5 separate regions of the Mus musculus genome follow, and all the other regions are linked to region 1. Evidence: chromatin contacts called from public promoter capture Hi-C and targeted proximity ligation data. All regions are on one chromosome and are shown on one strand. The core of a region is the stretch at or near the end of the contact, and the rest is flanking DNA. Distances in the headings are between cores, read along the strand shown. Region 1 holds the start of Klc2 (kinesin light chain 2). Region 2 holds the start of Kcnk4 (potassium channel, subfamily K, member 4). Region 3 holds the start of Nudt8 (nudix (nucleoside diphosphate linked moiety X)-type motif 8). Region 4 holds the start of Ppp2r5b (protein phosphatase 2, regulatory subunit B', beta). Region 5 holds the start of Trmt112 (tRNA methyltransferase 11-2).

The links. Promoter capture Hi-C pulls out the DNA fragments that hold promoters and counts their contacts.
Region 2: a contact with region 1 is called in a promoter capture Hi-C map of liver, with 2.4 times the contacts expected there. A contact is called at or near these places in 4 of 39 promoter capture datasets (erythroid cells, liver and pre-B cells) and 1 of 130 datasets of targeted methods (pancreatic cancer cells).
Region 3: a contact with region 1 is called in a targeted proximity ligation map of pancreatic cancer cells. A contact is called at or near these places in 1 of 39 promoter capture datasets (pre-B cells) and 1 of 130 datasets of targeted methods (pancreatic cancer cells).
Region 4: a contact with region 1 is called in a promoter capture Hi-C map of liver, with 8 times the contacts expected there. A contact is called at or near these places in 4 of 39 promoter capture datasets (hippocampal neurons, liver and pre-B cells), 1 of 484 Hi-C or Micro-C datasets (CD4 T cells), 1 of 130 datasets of targeted methods (embryonic forebrain) and 2 of 9 other capture datasets (liver and pancreatic islet).
Region 5: a promoter capture Hi-C map of liver shows a contact between it and region 1, with 4 times the contacts expected there.

The regions. Positions count from the first base shown.
Region 1 is chr19:5,117,031-5,119,730 of GRCm38.p6, forward strand. It overlaps Klc2 (kinesin light chain 2), which reads right to left and starts at 1,268. Exons shown (of 16, transcript NM_008451.3): 1 at 1,092-1,268; 2 at 164-402. The coding sequence starts at 391. It overlaps LOC115489018 (a long non-coding RNA gene), which reads left to right. Exons shown (of 2, transcript XR_003952889.1): 2 at 1-2,302.
Region 2 is chr19:6,933,233-6,935,932 of GRCm38.p6, forward strand. It overlaps Kcnk4 (potassium channel, subfamily K, member 4), which reads right to left and starts at 1,283. Exons shown (of 7, transcript NM_008431.3): 1 at 1,116-1,283.
Region 3 is chr19:3,999,229-4,001,928 of GRCm38.p6, forward strand. Nudt8 (nudix (nucleoside diphosphate linked moiety X)-type motif 8) reads left to right here and starts at 1,352. Exons shown (of 4, transcript NM_025529.3): 1 at 1,352-1,619; 2 at 1,968-2,100; 3 at 2,400-2,477; 4 at 2,568-2,700. The coding sequence starts at 1,426. Tbx10 (T-box 10) reads left to right here. Exons shown (of 8, transcript NM_001001320.1): 8 at 1-284. The coding sequence ends at 20.
Region 4 is chr19:6,234,500-6,237,199 of GRCm38.p6, forward strand. Ppp2r5b (protein phosphatase 2, regulatory subunit B', beta) reads right to left here and starts at 1,341. Exons shown (of 14, transcript NM_198168.3): 1 at 1,013-1,341; 2 at 134-600. The coding sequence starts at 332.
Region 5 is chr19:6,908,425-6,911,124 of GRCm38.p6, forward strand. It overlaps Trmt112 (tRNA methyltransferase 11-2), which reads left to right and starts at 1,274. Exons shown (of 4, transcript NM_001166370.1): 1 at 1,274-1,838; 2 at 1,939-2,040; 3 at 2,160-2,249; 4 at 2,328-2,604. The coding sequence starts at 1,761. The coding sequence ends at 2,435. Prdx5 (peroxiredoxin 5) reads right to left here and starts at 1,682. Exons shown (of 6, transcript NM_012021.3): 1 at 1,035-1,682. The coding sequence starts at 1,193. It overlaps Esrra (estrogen related receptor, alpha), which reads right to left. Exons shown (of 7, transcript NM_007953.2): 7 at 2,553-2,700.

The DNA of each region.
Region 1 (2,700 bases), core at 18-2,517:
TTGGGGCAGGGCGCAGGGCTGGCATTTCCAAAGTGTATTCATTGAACGTTGCTTATTGTCCTAACGTGACGCTCTGAAAGACTTGTGTTTCCTTGCTGAGGGTGTTCCTACATCACCAGGGCCCTTCGGGTAATCTTCCACCACAGCCCCAACACTGACCTACCTGAGCCTCCCCAAGCCCCAGCTCGATGGCCTCCAGGGAGCGGCGCAGGAGGAGGCAGCGCTCCTGTGAGCCCGGCTCGGCCTCGCCTGCTTCATGAGAAGCTAGGGGAGCTAGCAGGGCACGATGCTCCCCTCTCAGGGTCTCTAAACCCTGGATCACCGCCTTGGTGCCCAGCACTATCTCGTCCTGACTCAGCTTCTCCTCTCGAGGAAGCACCATCGTGGCCATGGTCGTGCCGTCTGTGGAGGCAAGGGGTGGGGCAGGCGGACGCCAGGCCTAGGGCCACACCGCCGTCCACCCCAAGTTAGGTAAACACCGGGAGGTCCCCGGACGCCTAGGTCCCTATGGATGTCCAGATCCCTCAGCCCGCAGTCCTCGCCGTGCCAGCACGCGGCCTACAGGGGGCGCGCCAGGCTCGTCTAGCCTAGGGAGACGCAATGCGGTGTGACTGAAGTGAGGCTGGACCCCGATTCCGCCCCAGACCACCGGCTCAGGCCAGTTGATCTAAAGCCCATCTTCGAGAGTTATTCGGAACTGTCCTAATCGGTACACAGAGCACTAGGGCATTGCAAGGCGTTCCCAAGTCAGACGCCACAGGCTCTCCGGGCAACTGGGTCTCAGCCCTGGCGACAGCCCCTTTCCCAGGGCAAGCGGAACCACGAGCCCCTCCCCCAGGGCCGACCGAGCCCCGCCACCCCGTCCCCGCCCCCGCCGCTCCGGGGAGACTGCGGTCTTTAGTTTCGGGACAGGTCTCTTCAGGCCGCGCCCACAACGACCCCTCCCGCAGGCTGGCCTGAGGCCCGCAGACCCTCCCTAGAAAAGGCCGGATTCCCAGCCCCAGCCCGGGACCGCGCCCCCTCCCCGCGGGCCGGTCGGGTCCTCCCACAGGCCGCGCCCACGACCACGACGACTCCTCCTCTAGGCCGACCTGCAACCGCTCCTCACTGTCCGGCTTGACTGGGTCTCCCGGCCCAACCGGCCGGCGCCGACCTGCACCTTCTGCTTTGGCCCGGCTCCGGCTCCTGCTCCTGTCCCGCTTCACCCGGATCCTCGACCGTGAGCTCGTCTCGCTGCCTCCATCCCGCCGGCCTTCCCAGCAGTCCCCGCGCCGCCTTAAAGGTGAAGCCGCTACCTCGGCGGCGTCGGAGGGGGCGAAACACGCTCCAGCCGGCCAGCTCGCTGCCTTAAAGGGGCCCCGCAGGCCTGGCCGGCTTCGGGGTGGGGCCAGCCCAGACGGGACGCAGAGGGGCGTGGCTGGACTCGCCCCCTCGGACCAGAGCTTCCAGGTCTGTGCGCTCTGCGGAGCTCCGACCCCGGACCAGAGTGACTGAGGAGCAAGAAGGCCGACCTCCTCAGATTCCAGAGCGAGTCGGTCCACATTGATTGACTGTCAAGTGTTTTTGTCGATGTCTTAGTGCATTGACTTAATGCTCACAAAGGGCTGGTGAGGTGGGTGTTGCCATTACCCACCTCTCACACATCTGACCCCCCAGCCCCCTCCGCGCTCTAGAGACGCACCTCTTACCGGCTTCGGAGGTGACTGTGCCTGTAGGGAATTCTCAGCATCTAGGTTTGCTTTGTGAGGGAACAGAAGGAGGCTTCTGGTTAAAAAGGAGAATTGGGTGGGAAGGAGCGTGTGGAGGTCGGTGGAGAAGGGAGAAGATCCACGCCCCTGAGGGGAATATCTGGGTGGATACTGCTGACCAGATAAGGAGGTCAGACGAGTGCCTTTGGATTGTGGTGGTGTCATTGGGGGGCCTCAGATTGGGTGTCACCAACTCGGAAGGAAAGACCTCTGTGCTAGATAGTTTTATGTCAACTTGACACAAACTAGGGTCATTGAACAGATGGGAATCTCGGCTGAGAAGATGCTGCCATAGGATCGGGCTGCAGGAAAACCTGTTTTCTTACTGATTGTTGTGGGAGGGCCCAGGCCAGGGTAGGTGAGGCCAGAAGGCAGTTCTGAGCAAGTTCAGAGGGCAAGCCCAGAAGCAGCACTCCTTCATGGGCTCTGCATCAGCTCCTTTCTCTGGGTTCTGTTCTCTCTGGGTGCCTGTCCTGACTTCCTTCACTGGATGAAGAGTGCACCAAATAAACCCTTTTGGTCACTGTGTTTCCACACAGCAATATTAACTCTAACTAGGACGGCCTCTTTGGTCCCTATCCCACTAGATTCTACAGTACTCTTCCCATCTCTACTCCACACCCACTTGGTGCTGACACAACATCGGCCTTTCTAACATTTTTCTTGTTTTGCCTTCTGGAATGTAGGTCATCACCTGTTGGCTGGGGCCTGGGGTAGATAGAGAATGTGGTAGCAATCAGTAGACGGCTACCTTACAAAGCGTGCGGAGGGGAGGGGATGGCTGAAAGGATGCCTCGGTGGTGAAGAGCATTTGTTTCTCCTGCTCAGGACTTGAGTTTCATTTGCAGCACCCATTGGCTCACAACCATCTTTACCATTTCCAGGGCATCGATAGATACCGCCATCTGAGTTCAGCAGGCACTAGGAACTCATGTGGTACACACACATACTT
Region 2 (2,700 bases), core at 33-2,532, 1.8 Mb after region 1:
TGAGGCATTAGGGTGCCTGCCTTGGAGAAGACCAAAGGAAGACTAGGGAGTTCCAGGGGAAATAGGAAGAGGCTGGAGCCTGCAGAACTGGAGACAGGAATAGCAGGTCCATACTTGGCTCTCTCAGTGCGGCTGTGGCAGCCTCCTCAGATGCATCTGTCCCCTCCTGCCTTCCAGCCTAGCAGGGATCAACCGGGCGGGGATCTTCCAGGGTCCCCACCCGCCCGCTGGGCTTTCGAGGAACCCCAAGGCGGATCTGGCTGCAGGGTATAGGCAAGGCCCAGAGCCAGGGAAAGGAAAAGTGGGCACAAAGTTCCCAGAAGAAGCAAGGCACAGGGTGGGAAGGGCAGCACGGATACAGCAGCCCACGGGACAGCTGTCACTTAGGGGGCAGCGGGAGATGGCAGGCACACACACACATACATATACACAGTCTGCTACATGTGCCACAAAGATCTTTGAGCCACATTCCATTCTGCAGCTCTAGCCGCGCGCTGCCCAGGCTGCAGGCATAGCACTGCACCACGCTCCGGCAGACCCTGGCACAACTAACCACCATGGGCGTGCCCGCAGGGCCGAGCTACCCTAGAGGTCCACGCGCACGAATGCGCGCGCTCGCGTACACACACACACAGATACACACACGGAACCCGTGTGACACCGCACGCCAGCCGCTTGCTCCCACCACCTCCCCCGCGTCCTTACGCCGACGCCTCCGAGCGTGACCGGCGACGGGACGCACGGTCACACCACTCGAGGAAGGCATCCACGCGCGGGAAGTGTCCCGCCCTGCCGGTTTCTCCCAGCTCCCAGGGCCTGAGATCCAGCCCACATTCCCGCGCCTGCTCCGCACTTACTGTCTGCCCACTCTGTGGCTGCGGCTTTGGCTGCGGCCAGGTCTCCCGCGCCGCCTCGAGGGTGTGCGGGCTGAGCCAAGGAGGTGCCGGCGGCAGCCCAGAGACCGAGCCGCCGGCGGCCGTCTGACTAGGACCCCCCTCCTCCCGCCCTCAAAAGCCCCCTCCTTGGGAGCTTAACCCTACCAGAGCTGCGTCTCCCTACGTGCCGCACCCTCGCCACCGGCTCTCGCCACCAACCGCCTTGAACCCAGCCCTTACCTGCACCTGCAGCCTCTGGGCTCCCCAATGCTGTCTTGTCCAGGCCAGTGAGTGGCAGAAGACTCAGAGAAGGGTCGACGTGAAGTCCAACCTTCCAGGCTGGGATTGGGGCCCCAACGCTGCCCTAACCTGGACATCAGCTGGCCCGGGGCTCAGGACAGCCGCCACACTCATCTCCTGGAATCTTCTAGGTCTATTACTGGACTGGGAAGAGCCTTCGTTTCTCCGCCCATGAGGATAGTCTGGGCCTTGGGCTCAGCACTTGTGAGGGAGAGGCCCCCAGGGAGAAGAGGGTATGTGGGGGTGGAAGACGGGGAGCTCTCTTTGAGGCCACCTGGATTTAACCAGCTGAATGGGTTGGGTCCTAGTTCTAGGAAGTCACTGATAGAGCACCTCTTGCTCAGGCTGCATTCCCATCTCTGATCCTCCAGGCCCTGGGGTCACCCCCCCCCCCCAACCATCTGCTGCCTGACAATTCCAGCAGAAAGAGTGCTAGCATTTTCTGAACAGCTAAAGCCGGGTCCTCTTCTGTCTTTATCCTTCTTTCTTCTTCTTTATATCCTTTTTTTTTTTTTTTTTTTTTTGGTTTCTCGAGACATTTCTTTACTGATTTCCACAAAATCTCTCCTGTAGCGTTCAGAGATCCCATGCTATTGTGGTCAGTACTTTTGTTGTTGGGATGTTTTGCTTTGTTTTGAGACAGGGTTTCTCTGTGTACTCCTGGCTGTCTTGTAGACTAGGATGGTCTCAAATTCAGAGATCCACCTGCTTTGCCTCCAGAGTGCTGGGATTAAAGGTGTGCCCTACCATTACTGGGTTTTGTGGTAATTGTCAGTATGTTTAAGTGACCACCCAGATGATAGGGGGTCAGGGTGAGTTACCAAACTCCCTAGTTCCCACTTACAGTAAAAGGGTGATTACTTAACTCTGGGTGCTGATTTTGAGTATTTAGGAAGTCAGTATTTGGGGGCTGGAGAGATGGCTCCGTCTTTAAGAGCACTGGCTCTTCTTCCAGAAGACCAGAGTTCAGTTCCCAGCACCCACTACTGTCTGGGACACCCTCACACAGACATACATGTAGGCAAACCACCAATGCCTGTGCACACATACAAAGTCAGTGGTTTTTACTTTGGTTCTTTCTCTTTTTTTCGTTGTTATTTGTTTGTTTTTGGAGCCTTAGCTGTCCTGAAACTTGCTCTCTAGTTCAGGCTGACCTCAAATTCACAGAGACCCACCTTTCTCTGCCCCTCAAATGCTGAATTAAGGGCATGAACCACCACTGCCCAGCTGAGGTCAGCGTTTATAAATGCTTAAAGCCTAGCACACAGAATTAAGTGCCCTAAAAATGTTAGCAATTCTGCTTCCATCCGAAAGTGATTGTCCAGCTTACTGCTGAAGTCTGAGCCTCTGCTGTTCTCTCTGGAGACCTTGTAGACCTGGCTCCAGGAGAGTCCCAAAGAAAGAATTTCAAGGCAGACTTACTGCTAGGCTGAGATCTCAAAGGAGCTAGAATCACCAGGTTTATAGACAGGAGTCACAGGCTCTAATAATCAATCCTGAGCCACAGGGCAGATCTGCAAGGATG
Region 3 (2,700 bases), core at 102-2,601, 1.1 Mb before region 1:
CTAATCAAGCCTCGCAGTGATGGCTGAGTGCTGTGGAAGCCCGTTTCCCCTGTGCCCCACCTCTCCTTCCCTCCTCTGTAAGACATCTCCTAAGGCGAGCAGCACAACTGGAAGCTCTACAGCAGTGGGTTCCTGCCTCAAAGTCAGTCTGGGGCCTGCCAGCCTTGGAATCAGGCCTACTTCCTACTCAAAAGCCCTGAATCATGCCCTGCTGCCTCGAGGATGCCTCCTCTAAATCCTGCTTCGAATGTCCTTCCCCCACATTAAACTGCTTGGCAACAGCAGTCACAGTACTTCTGTCCACAGGAACTCCCAGACCAGACAATCCCATCACCTTTATAAGTCTCCAAAAGCTGTACCCAGAGCACAGGGTGATGATAACTGGCTACACCAGCAAGGCTGCGGTTAACCTGGTGTGTCCCCTATTTTGTGCACCCATATAAGGATGGAAGCAGCTCAGAGAGGTTTCGGCTCACAGTCACACAGCAAAGTACAGCTGACACTCATCATTCTATTTAAATGCGATGCTCTAAGGCTGGTTCTGAGAGCCGGGGGTCATCGAAGTGTGCCTAATATGATAGATAGGGATCACACAGGCCAAGGTAGGGATGGGTGTATACTTGGAGAACTAGAGGTAAAAGGCCAGGTTGAAGTCCTCTCGGTAGTCTGGTGGAATAAGGCTGAGGGAGGCGCGTACTCTTCGTTCTCTTGGAGTGGGCGCCCAGAGGCACCTGATGACTCCGACTGTGCTCCGACCCAGAGCTCTTCCTGTGAGACGTTCTGGAAAGCACGGACACCCAGGAGACGAGAGAAAAGGGGCCCAGAAGATCTTCAGCAGCCAGACATCCCAACTCCCGAACCCGAAGTCAGGACCCATTCAATTCAGGTTACTCAAGCGTTCCGGAGACACAGAGTCCAAACCAACTGTGCCACAGATAGGGAAGTCCCTGGAAAGAAACTCAAGCGAAGCTGGCCGGCTTTTCCGGACACGCCTTCCATCAGCTCTAAGCCAGGTCTTTCCTTTAGGTGGCGCTCTGGTCCCTGTACACAAAACCGCTTCTGCCCTCATCTAGCAAACTCCGCCCCAGATGCCCTCTGTCGCCCAATAGCAGCAAAACCCGCCTTAAGCCACACCCCCGAGGTCTCCGAGGATCTGCATCAGCAGGCCTCGTCTGGAACGCCTCCGAGGTTTCAGCAGCCACTGCCTTGTCCATCTCGGAGGCTCTACCTGGGCAGGCTCCGTACCGCCGGCGTCCGAGGCTTTGCAAGGGCAGTCCCAGGCCTGTCCGCCTCTCATACCGGGCTCCGGGAAGCCACGCCTCCTTCCGGCTCCCACTTAGGTCCCCGCCCCGCGCTGGAGCTTGCGCGCTGCGGCGTTCCCTCCCTAGCGGGCTGATCCCCCACTGTGTCCCGGACGTCTGGGACATGCTGCCTGATGGCCTGTCCGCGGAGGACGAGCAGCGCTGCCGGCAGCTGCTAGCACGGACCACTGCCCGGTTACGCTCGCGGCCCGCAGCGGCCGCAGTGCTTGTGCCGCTGTGCCTCGTGCGCGGGGTCCCCGCGTTGCTCTACACGCTGCGTTCTAGTCGCCTGGTTGGGAGACACAAAGGGGAAGTCAGGTACGCCGGCCTTGCCGGCGCACTACCTGTGGCCCGCATACCCCTCTGAATTTTTCCCTTCATAAACAGGACTCTGCCCCTTACCGTAGACTGGAGAGAGGAGATCCGGGGCTCCCCTTCTTTGGCTTCGCCCTCAGCAGAAGTTGAGAACACCCGGGGACGATATCTGCACCACTGGGACACCATAGGCAGACATGGGGTGTCTGAGCCCTAGCATAGTCTTAGCCAGCTGCCAGACCCTCATGTCGTAATCTATATCACAGTGCCTGTCCCCCTTACTCTAATGGCACAGAGAGCTAAACTGCCTCCTGACGACCTGTGGTCCCAAGATTCCCTCTGCCCATTTAGTTTCCCAGGCGGTAAGTGTGATCCCGACGACCAAGATGTAATACATACGGCCCTTCGGGAGACTCAGGAGGAGCTGGGCCTAGAGGTGCCCAAGGAGCACGTGTGGGGTGTCCTGCAGCCAGTGTATGACCGGGTGAGCCACCCTCATCCTATCACAATCAGTAACCCTAGTGGCCGGGGAAGCCAGCCCCGCTCAGTCCAGGACAGGGTCCAGGAAGGCTTGCAGGGTAGGCTGCATCCCTCTAGGCTTGAGTGGCAAGTGGGAGGTTTCCTGGCGGTATACAGGTAAGGGGAACCTGTGAGGCAGCATGGCAAGAAACCAAGGACCGGAACTGGAGGGCTTCACCATGATTACCCAAGACACCCGGATGGCAGGGTAGGGTCTGCTTCCTAAGTTTGCTCCTTCTGACTCTTCACCCTTCTCCTACCCAGGAAAAGGCAACCATAGTCCCAGTACTTGCCAACGTGGGCCCACTGGATCTGCAGAGCCTTAGGCCCAACCTTGAGGAGGTGAATGGTGACTACTGGGGAGTTGGGCTGTCCTAACAGGGGACTCACAGGCAGTCCTCTGTCCACCCTCTTTCTGTTTCTTGCCTACAGGTGGATGAAGTATTTGAGATGTCTCTGGCCCACTTGCTGCAGACACAGAACCAGGGGTATACCCACTTCTGCCAGGGTGGCCACTTCAGCTACACACTGCCTGTCTTCTTGCATGGACCACACCGTGTCTGGG
Region 4 (2,700 bases), core at 91-2,590, 1.1 Mb after region 1:
TGGAGATTGGGGGTCAGTTCCAGTGGAGTTCCTAGCCTAAAAGAGATCCAAACTCTACCAGACCTCTGCTTCTCCCTTGGTCCTCCCCTACCTTGCTTCCTTCTGGGTACCCTGGCAACCAACAACAGCTCACCTTTGAGCAGGGGCAGTGGAGTGAGCTCTTGCTGGTTGCTCTGATAGCGGAACTGAGAAGAGCTGTGTGAGCGACGGGGCCGGGCCCTGCGGAGGGACCTGCGGGAGAAGCCATCCACCTTGTCTGGTGGTGGCACTGGAGACAGCCCTGGGGAGGAGGGGCTTGTGGGGGTGCTCGCAGGGGGCAGCTTCGTCTCCATGGCCAGTGGACAACACGGGTCAATCTTTCAGAGCCCAGGGGGCTCCTTGTGGGTCTGGAGTAAGTTGAATGAGGCCACACACACTAACTGGGACCCATCCTGTCCAGCATGTTTCAGGGGGTGGGGGAGGCACGGCCACAGTCCTGACCCCCCCAGGGCCTCTGGCAACTGCCCAGTCCTGGGGGGGCAGGTAAGGTAGAAAGGCAATGGCTCAGGTCTTTCCTGGGGATCCAGAAGAGTTCCAGTCAGGGTTCCCACGCTGGCTCTTCTGAGAAGTCAGGTTAGAAAGGTCAGCAGGAGAGACACAGAGAGCAGGTCGGTTCTTTCCAAAGACAGCCCGCGTGGTGCAGTTGCTCCCTTACTTCTTTTCCCTCCTTCCCTCGCTAGACCCCAAAACAAGGGCGCAACCATGCCCCTCCCTTCTTCCAGGCCCAAGCTCTAAAGTAGCCCCTCCCCAAATACGGCCTATGGCTACTACTCAGGATGGGGACTCTATTAGCATCCCCAGATCCTTACAGCAGTGTGACTCCAGCTCCACTAATGTCTCCTGTCTCAGTGCACTCACCCAAAAAATGAGGGTCCTGTTCTCGTGCACCCCCTTTCAGACCCTAGCATCTCTCCTCATATCCCGCTCCTTCCTGGTCTCCAAACCTCAATGTGGTATTGGGGTACACACTCACTTCTCAGAAACCCAGACTTTGGTCGCCGACCCTAGAGGTTGCCTCGGTGGAAGAGACGACGGTTCAAGGGTCCTTAGCGGTGGTTCTGCCGCTCGGGGCGCTGGGGCTGGGCGGCGGCGCTCCTGGGTTCGCTCCCAGGCTCTGGGGGTGCTGGAGCATGCCCCCAGCTCAGCCCCAAAAGGGGTCGGGCACTCGGTGGGCTCTGGGCTGGGCCCCGGCAGCACGCGACCCTCGGCAGATATCCCGGGACTCAGATCAGCGCGGTGCAGCGCAGCGGGAGCCCCGGCTCGCTGCGCACCGGCACCCGCCGCCCAGCTGCTCAGGATGACATCAAGTCACCTCCCCCCCTCCCGGCCCGCACCTCCCTCCGCTAGGGGGGGCTGCGTCAGGGAGGACTCGGGGCCTCTGGGAAATGTAGTCCCCACCCTGCTTAAAGGAAGCAACCGAACTTTACGGGTAACCTCGGAGCTAGGGGAGGAACTCAGTACTTCCGAGAAAAGCTGAGGATTTTAAAACCTGCAAGCAGACTGGGGCAGAGTCCAGCTCAGAACTGGACTCCCGAATTCTGGAAGGGACACTGTGTAGGGAAAGAAAAGGACTCGGTGTTGGAACCTGCTAATGCAAGACAGAGTCCTACCTAGCATGATGTGCCAGGCCCACAATTTGGTCTGAGCCATCTGTCCCTCAGGCCATCCTCTCTCCTCATACTCAGCCCAGATTGAAGCCGGACACTTACAAAACCCCTTGCATCCGGCGTTGGAGGGGTTAACAGTCGGGTTTGCGTTAGCGCCTGCTGGGAGGGGTGTGGTTCACTAGAGGCTCTTGGGAAATGAAGTCCATTCTCCCGGCCTGCAGTGCCCCTCCTGTCACTTACTGTCCATGGTGACATCATGGTCTGTAGTTTAAAGGGACAGCCCTGGGATGCCAAAGCAAGGAGGGCAGAAGGTGCTACCCTGGAGCTGCCCCCATCCTAAGGCACAGTACCTCCCAGCTCCTCTGGTGCCAAGATGTGCCTTGGAGAGTGGGGAGTTCTTGATCAAAACCCCATTGCTGGGTATCAAAGGCTCAGCTGTATTCCAAGAGTTTGGCATTCTGGCCAAAAGTTCCCAGCCTGCAGTCCCGGGCTCCCTTCATAGTACCTGGTCGCCAACACTCTATTCCCTACAATGACTGTGAGACCTTTATCCTGAAGTTTTACCTAGGTGACAAACTGGTCCTTGCTGAGCAGCAGGAGAGAGAGAGCAATGAGGTTGGGGGAATTGGGGTGCTTTTTGGCCCCACCCATTTATGGACCCTGGTGATCACTTAGTGCTGCAAAAGAAGTCTGTTTACCTAAGAAGTGCCCACCTTAGAGCAACAAACAGCCAAAGCCTGTATCGAGGACACTGTTCTAGAGTCTAGCACCTCAATGGATGGGTACCCAGATCAAGCGATGGCTACCCAGAGACAGTACTCCCTTTGCTCAGAGATAGCAGATCTTCACTTCCCGTTTTGCTCTGTTCTTCACCTGCCAGACAGAACAGGAACCCCTAAACTACCACTTGGCCCACCTCCAGGGCTCAGACATGGCTTCCCTCCCCCTTACTCCCTAATAATAAGCCGGGAAAGCCAGACCCACAGAGCCTCTTCCCGCCAGACCAGAACCCAGAGGCCAAGGCAGGAGGGACGCCTTGCTGCCTGTGACAAGG
Region 5 (2,700 bases), core at 24-2,523, 1.8 Mb after region 1:
GGTTGAGAAACCGCCTGGTAACAGGCAGGAAGAAAAATCCTATCCACACACCAGGAGAAACACTTTGGAAAACCAGGTTAGCTATGTAAGCCAAAATGTTCAGGATGTAGGCTCTTGGGGTCGGTGGGAAGTGTCAGCCCACCTGGGGGCTTTCAGAGCCACAAGAGGAAAGGAAGGCTGAGGTGGGTAGGTAAAGGTGCCCACCACCAAGCCTGGTCAACTGAGCTCTAGCCCCACAAGCGACATGGTAGATAGAACTGACTCCTGAGAAAATTGTCCTCTGACCACCACACTCACATGCCTGTTACCAAACACACACACTAAGTACATGTTTAAAAGTTTTTCTTTTTTCTTCTTTTTATAAAGGGCCTTTAATCCTAACATTCGGGACGCAGAGTCAGACAGATCTCTAGGAGTTTGAGGCCAGTCTGGTCTACACACCAAGTTCCTGGCCAGCCAAGACTATATAGTAAGTCAACCTCTGTCTCTGTGTGCCCCCCCCCTTCCTTCCCTCCCTCCATCCCTCCCTTCCTCTCTCCCTCCCTCTCTCTTTCTCTAAAAATTAAGTCCAAAAACAGGAGAGGGGATAGGTTCAAGAATTCCCAGAAAGATCAAACAGAAGGGCGGGATCGGGGTGAGCATACATAGAGTGGAAACAGAAGTGGAAAAGATCAACCCAGGTCCCCAAGGGACCATGGCTCTTTCAAAAGATGAGATGAAATGGAGTTTAGTACAATCACAAAAGTGCTGGGGCTTTGGGGAAAGGGTTGGAAAAGCTGCCAAGCGGCAAAAGAGGCATTTTAAGAATGTGGGAAATGACATAGCATTCGGTCGCTTGAAAATGGTGGGGACTTGTCCCTGGACGTGGCATAGATGTGAGAGGGCAGCTCAAGAAATGTCCCAGGACGGAGAAGCAGAGACAGGGTCTTACAAAAAACATGACAAGAAGAAACGTCAAGGAGGACAGCCCGAGACCCCGCGTGGAACCCAAAGAGACGCGATAGGCTGGACCCAGGAAAGGTAAAACCGGTCACCTTGATCGGGGCCATGGTCACCGCGGAGCTGCTGAAGCTGCGGGCTCCGCCACACTCCCAACCTGCTTCTTTCCGGCCTGCTCTGCCTGCCAAGCACGTCGATGCACGGAGCACAGAACTGGCTTTGCAGCCCAGGACTCGAAGCCCCAGCTGTAGCATACCCGCCCCGCTGCCGCAGCCCACCCGCAGATGGCTCTGCCCACAGGAGGTGGATGCAGGGACAGCTCCGCCCACGCCGCACGTCCCACGTCGCAGCCACAGCGCCGGCTTAGAGGGGCAGGGCCGTGACGCACTACGACGCGGCGGGGCTCTCAGGGCTCGCACACCTTCTTCAATCGCAGAAAGAGGTGCCTGGTTTACCGACGTGACAGTTCGTGACCCATAGCCGCAAACAGAGGTCGGGGATGATCTGGCTGAGCCTCAAATGTGTTCGTTTTACCTGCGCCGTAACGCAGCCGGTTTACACGTGACTTGCATAGTGTGTACTCTCTTCAGCGAGCGGGATTCGGCGTAAGCCTTTGCAGTCTCCCCGAGAAACGCTTCCGGTACCAGGACGTGACCCAACACAGTCCTTCCGATCTCGGCTGCCGCCAAGCCCCCCAAAAGGTCCCCTAAGTCGGCCACTTCCGGTCCGGCGAAGAGTTCAACGGCTTCAAAGCGGAAGTGGTAGAAAGGAGAAGTGTGGACTCCTTCCGGTTCCGGCCTCACGCGCTCCGCTGTGACAACATGAAACTGCTCACCCACAATCTCCTAAGCTCCCATGTGCGGGGCGTGGGCACGCGTGGCTTCCCGCTGCGCCTGCAGGTAACTGCACAAGGGTTCATCGCCCATATAGTTCAGGGTGGAGCCTCCGGGACCCGGACCTACCTCGCTAAACCTTTTTACCGCCCCCCCCCCCCCGCAGGCCACTGAGGTCCGCATCAACCCCGTGGAGTTCAACCCGGAGTTCGTGGCGCGGATGATCCCCAAAGTGGAGTGGGCGGCGCTTGTGCAGGCAGCGGACACCGTAAGGACCCCGCCCCTTCTGTCGCCCCTTGGGGGCGGGCTCAGGCTCTGAGCCTCTTCCCTGCCCGGACGGCCTCGGTGTTCGTGTGCCCACTGACCACGTACGCTTCCTTTCCACAGTTAAACTTGGCCGAGGTACCCAAAGAGCCGACTGAAGGCTATGAGCACGACGAGACATTTTTGAGGAAGATGCACCACGTGTTGCTTGAGGTGAGAATCCTTGGGCATCGCCTGCCCAGACCTCCCACTGAGGCTACCGGTGCTTAGCTTTGTCCTGCTCCCCTGCAGGTTGATGTACTGGAGGGCACCCTGCAATGCCCAGAATCTGGTCGTCTTTTCCCCATCAGCCGCGGGATCCCCAATATGCTGTTGAATGATGAGGAGACTGAGACGTAACCTTGCTAGCCGCCACTTTGGTATTTTGTTGACTGTGTGTTTCTGTTGTACGGTCTGTTAAATAGACGTGTCATGTGTGACCCCCAAACTCCCCCCAGTGACTCACCGACCACCGTGTACTTGAGCTCCATAGTATATTTTTTTTCTCATTAAAGGTTCAAAACCAAAAGCGGTTTCTCTTTGCAGCAAATATACATTAAAATAGAGTCTCTGTACAGCCAAGGGCTCTGGGCCCTGGCTTGCCCCATGGCCCTGCGCCTCCCTG